Linked DNA regions of Danio rerio: region 1 is linked to region 2. A link is a contact called in public HiCAR-type data. All regions are on one chromosome and are shown on one strand. Each heading gives the region's core, a stretch centred on a gene start, on an enhancer-like site or on the middle of the called end of the contact. The rest is flanking DNA. Distances are from core to core; before and after follow the strand shown.

Region 1 (5,471 bases), core at 1,089-3,588, 160 kb before region 2:
CAAGTCAGCCAATACCTCAGCGCATGTACTGTAGATTTGGTCAAGATGATCTGCTGAAATTTAAACCATGAACTAAAATGAGAAAGCTGATTTAATAGATAGTTTAGCCAAAAATTAATACTTACTCAACTTTTATTTTCCTTCAGTTTCTATCTTCTGAAAGAAGATATTTTGAAGCAAGCTGAAAACCTGTAACTATCGACTTCCATAGCATAAAAAACAAATTTTGTGGCAGTCAATGGTTACAAGTTTACAGCTTTCTTCTAAATATTTTCTATTTTGTGTTTTGGAAAAAGTTAAGGGTGAATAAATAATGAGTATTCAATTTTCAAATTTTCAGTTTTGAGTGAACTATCCCATTAAGTGACCATGAATGTAGCATGGTTGTTGGTGCCAAAGAGGCTGGAATGAAGATTGCAGTAACGGCTGAACAGAGAATGGTCTGAAAAAGTAAACATTTCTAGAAAGTGGCAGTTATGTGGGTCAAATTGCCTTGTTCATGCCAGAGAATGGCCAGGTAGTGAGCTTCTAGAAAGACAACAGTAACTCAACCAACCACTCATTATAACAGAGAAGTAAACACAACAAATCAAACTTTAAAGCAGATGAGCAACAGCAACAGAAAAGGAGATTTTCATTGACGTCTCAACAAAATTAGACAATATAGAAGATTAGAAAAAGTTTGCCTGGTCTATAGAGTTTTGATTTCTGCTGTGGAATTAAGACGTTAGGGTCAGAATTTGTTTTAAACAGCAATAAAGGATGAATTCATCCTGCCTTTGACTGGTATAATGGTGTGAGGGATAGTATCTTGTCACACTTTGGTGTCACACTGATCATGTGAACTACATTGTGTATCATGTGATGAAGGCTACTTCTAGCAGAATTTCACACCATGTCACAAAGATCAAATATGACAATGGCTGTTTCTCAGTATGCGTTCTTCAGCGGTCTTTTGTCCTCGTGTTCTCGTGTAACGTCATCATCAGCTGCCAAAATTCAGTTCCAATATTCAAGACCGCAAGAACAGAGGACGCGTGAAACTTCCCGGATGTGTTCTTGCACTGATGCAGACTTGAGTACCAAACCCGCTCTAGAAGTCCCAGAAGCCATTGCGACTGGAGGTGGGAAGCGTTCTATTTAGTTTTATTTTTAAAGTTTAGAGATCTAACTTATTTACCTCTGGAGTTTCCCTAAATGAAACGGTGAATATAAACATTACCATGGACATCTTAATAAAGGAATAAACACATTAAGGGTGTTTGTTTGCTGAAATTTGTATGAAAATCTATTTTATTTGTATTGTGCGAGGTATATTTATTATTTTTAATGCACATATTTAAAAAAGGGGAAAAACAGTAAATCGTTGTATGAATGCTGTAATGTTTAAATAATATTCCATTAAAAACCTGTGAAGGTTATCAGGAAGAATGCAGCAACTCATTTCTCACAGGATGCGTTCTCTGTCCTCGCGGTCTCCTGGGTTCGTTCTTCCAAAGACACCTAGCAAGACCGGTTTACACAAGAACGCAAGTCTGTTCTCTGCGTACTTTGAATTGAGAAACAGCCAATGAGTTCACTATTTTAAAATGGCCTCCATGATCACCGACATTCGACAGTCAAACACCTTTTAGGTGTAGAGGAATAGGAGATTTATCTCATGGATGTGCGGCAAAGAAATCTCAAGCAACTTTGGGAGGCTTTTATGTCAAAATGAACCAAAGTCTCCGCCTGTTAAGTGGTCATGCATGAAATACTGTTTCTGGGTCCAAGCCGCTACTCATTTGAATATTAGTTTATGACCACTTTTAATCAAATCACACATTAAAGTGATTTTTTTTAATGTAATCATGGAGTATATCAGGACATGCTGCATTACAGACACCAATATTTAAAAAAAATGAATTACCATTTGACCATCTCAGGCAGATCTAAAGGCAAAAATGGGCCCAACCTTATAAAAGTAAGATGTACCTATTAAAGTGGCCAGAGTGTGTAGCCCAGGATATAGTTATTTAAAACTGAGAATAAATTTTGAGCCTGTTTTGATATAGCAGGCATAAATTCATCATATATTACATATTGTCTAAAAACATCTACTCACAAAACATAAAAAATTATTTATGTATCATGGGTTTTCAAGGAAGAACTGGAGCTGCAATCCTATAGCAGAACAGATCAGATATGACATTTTGTTATTTATTATTCTTAACAGAATGGACTATTATATTCTCTCCAATGTTATGAATGAAGCTGATTGTTCTGTTTATTGCTTTAAGCATGTCATAAACATCCATGGTGTGTATGGTGCTGATTCACTTTATTACAGGAAGGTGTGTTTGTGTGTATGTGTGTTTAACTTTGTCAGTGTACTGGCTCCAGACAGTCTTAATCTTGGTGGCTGCTCTGAGGATTTAACACTAACTACTCTTAAAGGCATGATGGGACAAGTTTTGGCTGTGGATTGTTACACTGTACAAAAGCTATTCTCTAATATTGTAAGAGTCTACTTGTAGAAACAAATCTTTTGTGCATGTTCACTAAAATATCGCTGACTTAAATTTGCTGGAATTTCTCAGAACGGGTTTTCATTTGGTTTTAGTTAGTCTAGATGGCATTTCATTTAGTTTTATTTAGTCTAGACTGTTTTTCATTTAGCCTTAAGTTTGTTTAGTAAATTGGAATTGACCTGTAAAAAACCGTGACAGGTCTGTTAATGTGTTGAAAACACAGAAGAGATTAAAAAATATTTAGAATTGGACAGCCATTTTGTCTGTCTCTTAACTAGGCCAAATGGATCTGCAGTCCCGAAGAGAACAATGAATCATTCTCTGCTGCTCGTTTAAAATCATTTTAGAAAGTGCTTGTGCTAATGAACATTGAAAGCTTAATAGAATCATAAACCTAAATGTTATAATGCAGCTTTCATGCACTCACTTCACCCCGGAGCCACAGTGAATACGAGTTGGCCTTGAATTGGAAATAAAAATAAATAACAGCAGTGCAGCAGTCAGGCCAGGTGTTTCATAAAGGCCTTGGTTGATCTGTAAATAGCTGCTAATGGGATTGTCTGTTGCCAGTTCACGTGAAATGTAGATGTGTCCAGGAGATACGGTTACGTCTCTCTCTCACCTTGGTTGATGGCTCCAGTTTCAAAGCCTTCTTCAAGGTCTCCATGGCCTCCTCATACTCGCCCTTGTCTGATAAAAGCTGCATACATATTGTACATTTACAGTTGAGCACAATCCAAGTGTAAAAGACAAACATTCCTAGTTTCAGTGCCTAGTTTGCTGAATAACATGCAGCCCATACCTTTCCTTTCCTGAACAATGCTTTGACGTTCTGGGGATCCAGAAACAGCACATCTTGACTGGTGTGCAGCGCCTCATCGAAATGTCCAAGCTTCAGCTGTGCTGCTGCCAGATTATTCAGACATTTCACTCGATAATCGTTCACTTCTTCTTCTTCCTCTGCCACACAGTTTTGACCATCTGTAGGAGGACAATTTTACAGCCTCGTTGTATAACCCCAAACAATTATCTCAAGGAAATATAAAGACATTTAAAAGTGTGTTTATTATTAACATTCAGTTTCATTTATCGTAACTGAATAATACAATACTTTTCTTGTTTAAAGGTGCTGTATGTAAGTTTTTTACTCTTCTAAAGCATATAAACACCCTAATATGTTTGTAGATATTCAAGAAACATGCAAGTGAACATTCTTGTTTATCTGAAACACAATGCTGAAGTCAGATATTCTGCTTTGAAAATGTGTTTTCCGTGCCGGAACGCTGACTTTTTTGGTTCTTTTAAACTGCCAAAAATATTAGCACCTCGGGTTGCTTCAAAACAGCACATTTCATTCATTCATTCATTCAGGAAGGCTCTCAAAGCTTGCATCCTTGACTGGAATGCGACCTCCGGTGGACAGTAGCAGACTCCGAAATGAGACGCAGTTCCACATGAGGTTACTAATTAGCAGATAATATAAATATTACGAGCATAAACGTTAGGTGAGCAGGATACATTGTAACCCTGTGTCCCAACAACATGTTATATGACAAGATTTGCAGTGATAAACTACTGGGCTTTTTAAACCAGACGAAACACGACAGGAATTTAAATACAGCAATATAGAAGCCCAGAATATGCACTCACTCTGAACAGTGACTATCTGCTGCTTTCAGTAGAATAGCAATAAATATCATATAGAATGGCATTCAAACTCTCAATATTAGCATTTAACACTGAATAAAGCACATGAGGTATACCTGAGCTCTTCTGTTGTTCAGCTGCAGTAAATAGATATCATTTCTAATATATCAATTTGAGGTGTTGGTTAGATCAAAAACTCCTTTTGATACAGAAAATATTTCCTGTATTGCATGCCATTGCTTTTATTTAGAACATGACTTAAATTAGCCTTTAGGCTCGATCCTCAGACTTACTCCTTAATCTGGCAACCTGCGCTTGCATTTGTTTTGATTCAGGAATGTAATACCTAGTTCAACCACTGGCTGTCAAACTTACATACTGCACCTTTAAAGGATTAGTTTAACCAAAAAATTATAACTATGTTATTAATTACTCGTCCTTATGTCGTTTCAGTCCCCTAAGACCTCTGTTCATCTTTGGAGCACAAATTAAGATATTTTAGATGAAATCTGAAAACTCGCTGGTCCCCCATATTTAGCATCTGTCATGATGTTTAACATCCCGAATAGGAACTGAAAACATTGTCAAAAAATGTGACTGTGCCTTCTGTGGTTCACTGTAAACATACAAAGCTCCAAGAATACTTTTGTGCACCACAAAAATGTAAAAACACTTTTATTTGCCTATGTCTTTCTCATGAGGTCATGGTCGGCATGTACTAAAGGCAATATGACACTTGTGTTGTGCTGCTGACTCTAATGGCAATACGTTGTACTGCCTTTAGTAGGGGTTCAAACTTGGTCCTGGAGGGCTGATATTGTGCTGGTTTTAGCTTCAACTTGCCTCAACACACATGCATGGATGTTTCTAGAAGGCCTAGTAAGAGCTTGATTAGCTTGTCTAACTAAAGACTGAGTTTGGACACCCCTGGCCCATAGTACATAGGCACTGTGACCTGACGTATCACGGACGGATGAGACATTGGTAAACAAAGTTTTTTCTGTCCAGTTGGTTAATATAATCGTATTTAACTACAGCCTTGTTTCCTCATAGGTGTTTTGTTTTTGTTTGTTTTGTTTTTTTATCTGAATGCAGGTTTGCAATACATTTACTAACTGTACCCAAAGACTATATAATACACAAGACATGTCACTCGTATAGTTATAAATGGGGAAAAGTGCAACGGTCAACATGCCGTTCAGGAGCCTATCAGCGATCAACAAAGACGATGAGTTTCTGCAGATTTTGTGTGATTTGAAAGTTTAGAAATGGAACTAAAAAGACAGCTGTTGTTTAAATTTTATTGGTGATTCC
Region 2 (5,398 bases), core at 2,110-4,609:
TTTAAATGAAATTATGTTGTTAAGCAATTGGAATTTATTTGTGTGTGGGTGACCCCTTAGTTATAATAATGGTTCGGTCCTTTTTATATATGGCTGAGGTTTAGTTTAGTTTGTGAGCTTAAATTTTGGTTGGGGACCACTTTAATATATGAGCCCTGAAAACACATACTCTTCTTTCTGTTTGTATGGCCAAGTGTGTGTGCGTGTGTGTGTTCTCTTCTGGATGAGTTACGGTGTGTAGAAGCCCCCAAAAAGTGTATTATTCACCCTGTTGCATGAATGTAGATCAGTGATAGTTTGGACTGCAAGATCATGGCAATCGCAATACTTGTGATAGATAGGCACCTTCTGCATTATTGGAAGAGTCTTGACAGCCAGACAAGATTTTACTTTCTCACACTCACCAGTCTTTAACCATTGAGAATAGTATACAACTGAAAAATGTATAATTTTCAATTAGTAGACACAACTGTTCATCACAAACAGTGAATTTAATATAACTGGCACTTCTGATAAATAATATCACCAAATATTTATCTCGACACTATGTCATTACAACACAAGCTGCTGTGCGTTTGTGAAAACACACACAAAAAGGAGTATTTAGAAACCATACAATGTGGCATGTTTAATGAGAGGCATCATTTCAGCTGTTGTGGCATATCTGAACATGCAGACATGATTAAATAAGTGACTTGGCTTTGTGAGGTAAAAAACAGTTTGATTTTGGAATTTGATTTGATGAGATTGCCTGTAAGGCTAGATTTGATTAAATGTTTGATGTTGGAATTCTGTGGCATCTGTCTACAGTTCAGACATTATTGCAGCTAAAACACGGTCAAATGTTTTCAAATGCTTTTACTGACAGAAAGCGTTTAATTAAGCTCTATTTGCAAAGCGTGACATGTTTAGATGTCAAAAGGTATTCTGTATGTGTGTTTGTGTCTGTGTGTGTGTGTTTCCCCTCTTTCTTGTTTGCCAGTATGTTAAAGTCTGTAATAGTCAAACATTCCTCATAAATAGGATCATTGTTCTCACAGCTCTGCAGTTATTGCTCTATATCATGTAGTTAATAAATGTGTTGAAATATGAAAACAGCTCTTTGAAATATAATGACGTCGGCCAGAATGTGTAATAAAGTGAATACTTTTTTGTTTGTTTCTAAAATAAAAACGGCTCATGGCTGCTAACCATCTATAGTGACTCATTTCCACTGAGTGGTACAGTATGGTATGATTCGATACGCATTTATGGTTGTTTCTTCTGTCAAAAGGTCCCAAAAAGTGAACAAAACCGTACCATTTTTTGGGTACCTAGCATACAAAAGGGTACCAAAAAAAGGAGATGCAAGACACGCAGCTGAATGCTATTTAGTAAAGGGCACCTATGGTGATAAATTACTTTTCAAGCTGTTAGGACAGACATATGTGTAGATATATGCCCAGTTTCACAAACAGGGCTTAGGTTAAGCCAGGACTAGGCCTTAGTTAAATTAGGCTATTTAAGACAAATTTATAAAAATGGCCTTAGAAAAATATTACTGATATGCACCTGGAGACAAAAAAAATGACACTGACATATTTAAGACATCTCACTACAAGTTATTTTGAGTTGAGACAGCTCAAACATGCAATTTAATCTTGACTAGCCTTAAACCTTGTTTGTGAAACCGGGGAATAGTGTATAGACTATCATATTGGAGTGATATAAACACACCCAGTCCTTTTTTTTTTTCAATTTAACAACATAAAACGATGGACCAATTGGAGCGGTTTTCAGATCGACCGCAACTTGATGTGGGAGTGCGGTCCCCCCGCCCACGAATTGATTAACAGCTGCGCGCTAACATGTCCCGGTAGTCAAGTGTATGATCATGTCAAGAGAAGACGAGCGCAAAGCACCTCTGAATAAAAGGTCTGTTCAGTTCACTAGGATAATCAATCGTCATCAAATGCGATCAAGAGTGAGTTTCAAAAGTTTAACATGTTTTAAAACAGTGCACGTGTGCAATGAAGTACAGCGATTCACTTTAGCTTTACTTCATCAGCACAGCCGCATGTCAAAATAATTATAAAGGAAGATGCTTCAATCCCGGTTTGTGGACGTTATATTAGGTTTTTTTACATTAACATAACAGATATCCACACAGCAGTGGAGATTAAGCTGTATCCTGTCACGTATGCGTGCAAAAACAGTGCAAAGCTAAGCGTGCTCTGTCTGTCTGTCTGTCTGTGTGTGTGCGTGTGTATCTGTGTGTGTGTGAGTGAACTTTGTGAAAATATTGTGTGACTAATCGATGCAACTGCACAACAAATACTCATTGGTAAAGTTCTTACTGTAGTATTTCTCACAAACGCTACGTGAGATCTTCCTCCTTTAAGTCTGTCTGTTGTTTGTCGCAGCCGAGGGAGGAGATTAAGGCACGCAGAAAGACACGTAGAAACAGTAGGCGGGGAGGACTCGCCTGAAAGGTGCAGTACGACAAAACAACCCCCGGTGGAAAAAATGTATAATATAGAATCAAGTAAAAGGTATAATGAAAAATCTTATGGGTGTTTTGAGCTGAAACTTTACATACACATTCTAGAGACGCGATACACTTATATTAAATCTGAAAAAAGGGGTAACCTGGGTGCCCTTTATAATGAAACGTCACTAAGTGCATGCTAGGAGAATGAAAACAAAGGAAGCGCCATTTTTAAATACACAGCCAAGACATTACACCATAATACTATATACTTGAAATAACAAGCCATGGTCAACTCGAGGTTAAACAAACCTTTTCGTTGTCTTGATGAACACCCACAAGGCCAAGAAAGGCTTTATACTGTGCCCTGTTATTCCTATGAATAATTTCACACTGATCATTGATCTGCAGCTATAATCCATTTATGTTCATAGGAAGGTTAGTAATGAACAATCATACACAAGTATTTATTTGTTCAAAGCGTCTGTTTTGTGAAAAGTGCTTCTCGTATGATGTATGAATGACCCATACAGCATTACTTTGACATTTCCTTTGAGAATGACAATGACTGAAACTTTTGGTAACCCTTTGGCCGTGGAAACGCAAGCCTGAAAAAGGTGACCCATACAGACCTGACCCATACCATATTGTACCATACCACACCATGAAAACGGCCCATAGTAGAGAAAAACAACAAATGTAGTTATCACAATTCCTCTTAAGATTTAAAAGAGTAGTTTAGCCCTCAAAACAACAACAAAAAAGCATTGCAATTTCACTTATCAGTGTCTTTCCAAAGCTCTTATGGTCTTGTGGAACTTCTGAGTAATGAACCAGTCCCTTTTTTATTCCATATAATTACAGTAAATGAGGTCTGACAATGGCATACATCATCATAAATCTATCATTCAAGTGCTTGCATGACTCTCTCTGATATATTTAGAGGCTTGCATGATAGCCTTTTATGAGAAAACAGAAAAACACTACATTTCTGTTTAGTTCTGGAATATCATTTCTGAATGAATCATTATTCTGAGTCAGATCTCTTGGTAAATGGATTTCTACAGTTCAGAAAACCAACTTTTTCTCTTACAGTCACTTACAACTGACTGACAATTACAGCAGTAGTATTTTTTGAGATTGTGTTTAAGACACTTATACGTTTCAGTTTTAAAACTGTGTTTAGAATAAAAATGATCCACGTTCACACTGGCGTTTTATCTAGAGTTTTTGAAAAGCTCTCTGTTCACACTACACCGCTAAGAATGCATATCACGTGAACATACAAGCACTCTGGCATGTGCTGAAAGCTGCTTCAGCATATTCTTGCATCTGAGATCCAGGCAGTCCAGTCTAGCAGGAGCTCTGAGCACACCTGCCCAGCTAAGAGCAACCCAACTTCAGCCAGTACACCCCGATTCTGCTTCTGGATCTCATCTCTCTGTAGTTGTTAAACGTGATCTATAATTCATCTTGTGTAGTAGACGTATATCTAACGGGTCTGCCTTTTGAATCTATTACTTGTTCTCAGGTAACATTTTTTGGCTAAGCACAAAGATAAGTTATACCTGTTAATTTGTGAAACCACCTACACTGATTTTGCATATTTGACCGATTGCTGCCTTTATTTCCCAAAACGTGAAACCTTATTGTACTTTATATTTATTATTAATTATAAAAATGATGATAACTAACTTATTATTATATTCCGCAAAAGAACCAGCCATTTTGCATTTCCCTGTGCATTTCCTCTGATAATCTTTGTGTGCGTATATCCTGACATTAAGCACAGCCAAAACCACGCAGTGAGCCTAATGTTTCATATATTTCCATGAAAATGAAAATGAAAGGAGGCATTTATTAGGCTCCGTTTTGTTATAAATGTGCATACAGTGAAGATGAGTGTCATATAAATATGCACATGTTGCCTTAACATTTTTGGTGTCTGTTATGTTTAAGTTGTTAATAAAAAAAAAAGTTGTCATGCTTTCGTTTTATAGCCAGGGTGAATGATGTTATAAAAGTACACTGTCATATTTAAATTTACCCGAGGTGTCCTCACGTTCTTGGAAGTTATAAACTTGCAAAGTCTGAACTTACAGGGAAGGGATACAAGTCTGAACTTTGTTTACTTAATATTGAGAAAAAGCCCTAATCAGATTTACAGATGTCTCCATTTTCAAAACGCTCCATTTTCGGGGTGGTGTGGATGGAAGGCGTAAGCATAGCAAAATGTATGCGTTTTAAAACTAAAACATATTAGTGTAAACAGGGCCTTAGTGAATTGGTCCACATGATTTTATATAGTTATGTAGTGCACTATTTTAATGACTCACTGCCAGATCAAAAGTGGTCAGAATGCAAGATAGTGGTCAAGTCTGAGTGTTAAATGGGATATTTTAAACCAAAATAAAACTTGTCATTCTGTCAGTAGAAGTCTGTGATCATATCCAAACTGCTTCACAATAGCGTTAAATTTATATTAATGTAATAATTCAATTTAACCCAGTCCATTTGAATTGAATTCTCAATACCACAGTCCTGTGTGTTTCTGCAGCATCGAAACACCCCTAAAGCAGTATAAATGCCAGTGTTAACATTATGTAAAACGGGATGAAGCGAAGGAGCATAGCACTCTCTATGTAGAGAGCTTATGCCTCACTTTGTCCTATTGCAACCTTCAAAGTACAGCTTAAACTTGTAATGAGATTAGACATGCCTGATATCTATTAGCACTCCTGTGTCCTACTGGCTTCAGGTGAATTAGCACACTGGTTGGAAGATGGAAGGCAGAAAAAACGGCAGTATTTGAGATGCTTTAGTTTCCAGGGTTTAGATATTTGCACAGGAGTGAGCAACATTTACCGTCAACTTACTCTCTCTCTCTCTCTCTCTCTCTCTCTCTCTCTCTCTCTCTCTCTCTCTCTCTCT

What was found. HiCAR-type assays count read pairs that join an accessible place to other places.
Region 1: a HiCAR-type map of caudal fin shows a contact between it and region 2, with 5 times the contacts expected there. The contact joins two enhancer-like sites. A contact is called at or near these places in 1 of 18 Hi-C or Micro-C datasets (caudal fin) and 1 of 4 datasets of contacts at active chromatin or transcription factors (caudal fin).

The regions. Positions count from the first base shown.
Region 1 is chr18:27,166,983-27,172,453 of GRCz12tu, reverse strand. It overlaps fkbp16 (FKBP prolyl isomerase 16), which reads right to left. Exons shown (of 8, transcript NM_001386852.1): 5 at 3,313-3,491; 6 at 3,133-3,210. Among named protein-coding and RNA genes, the nearest start is that of serf2a, 12 kb to the left of the region's middle. Within about 2 kb of position 2,338, at least 4 of the 62 cell types and tissues checked have an H3K27ac peak or open chromatin away from gene starts, as enhancers often do. A contact at or near this core is called in caudal fin, where this site is marked.
Region 2 is chr18:27,011,917-27,017,314 of GRCz12tu, reverse strand. All of the region lies in intron 4 of LOC565819 (novel protein similar to elongation factor RNA polymerase II (ell)), which reads left to right. Among named protein-coding and RNA genes, the nearest start is that of pex11a, 41 kb to the right of the region's middle. Within about 2 kb of position 3,359, at least 6 of the 62 cell types and tissues checked have an H3K27ac peak or open chromatin away from gene starts, as enhancers often do. A contact at or near this core is called in caudal fin, where this site is marked.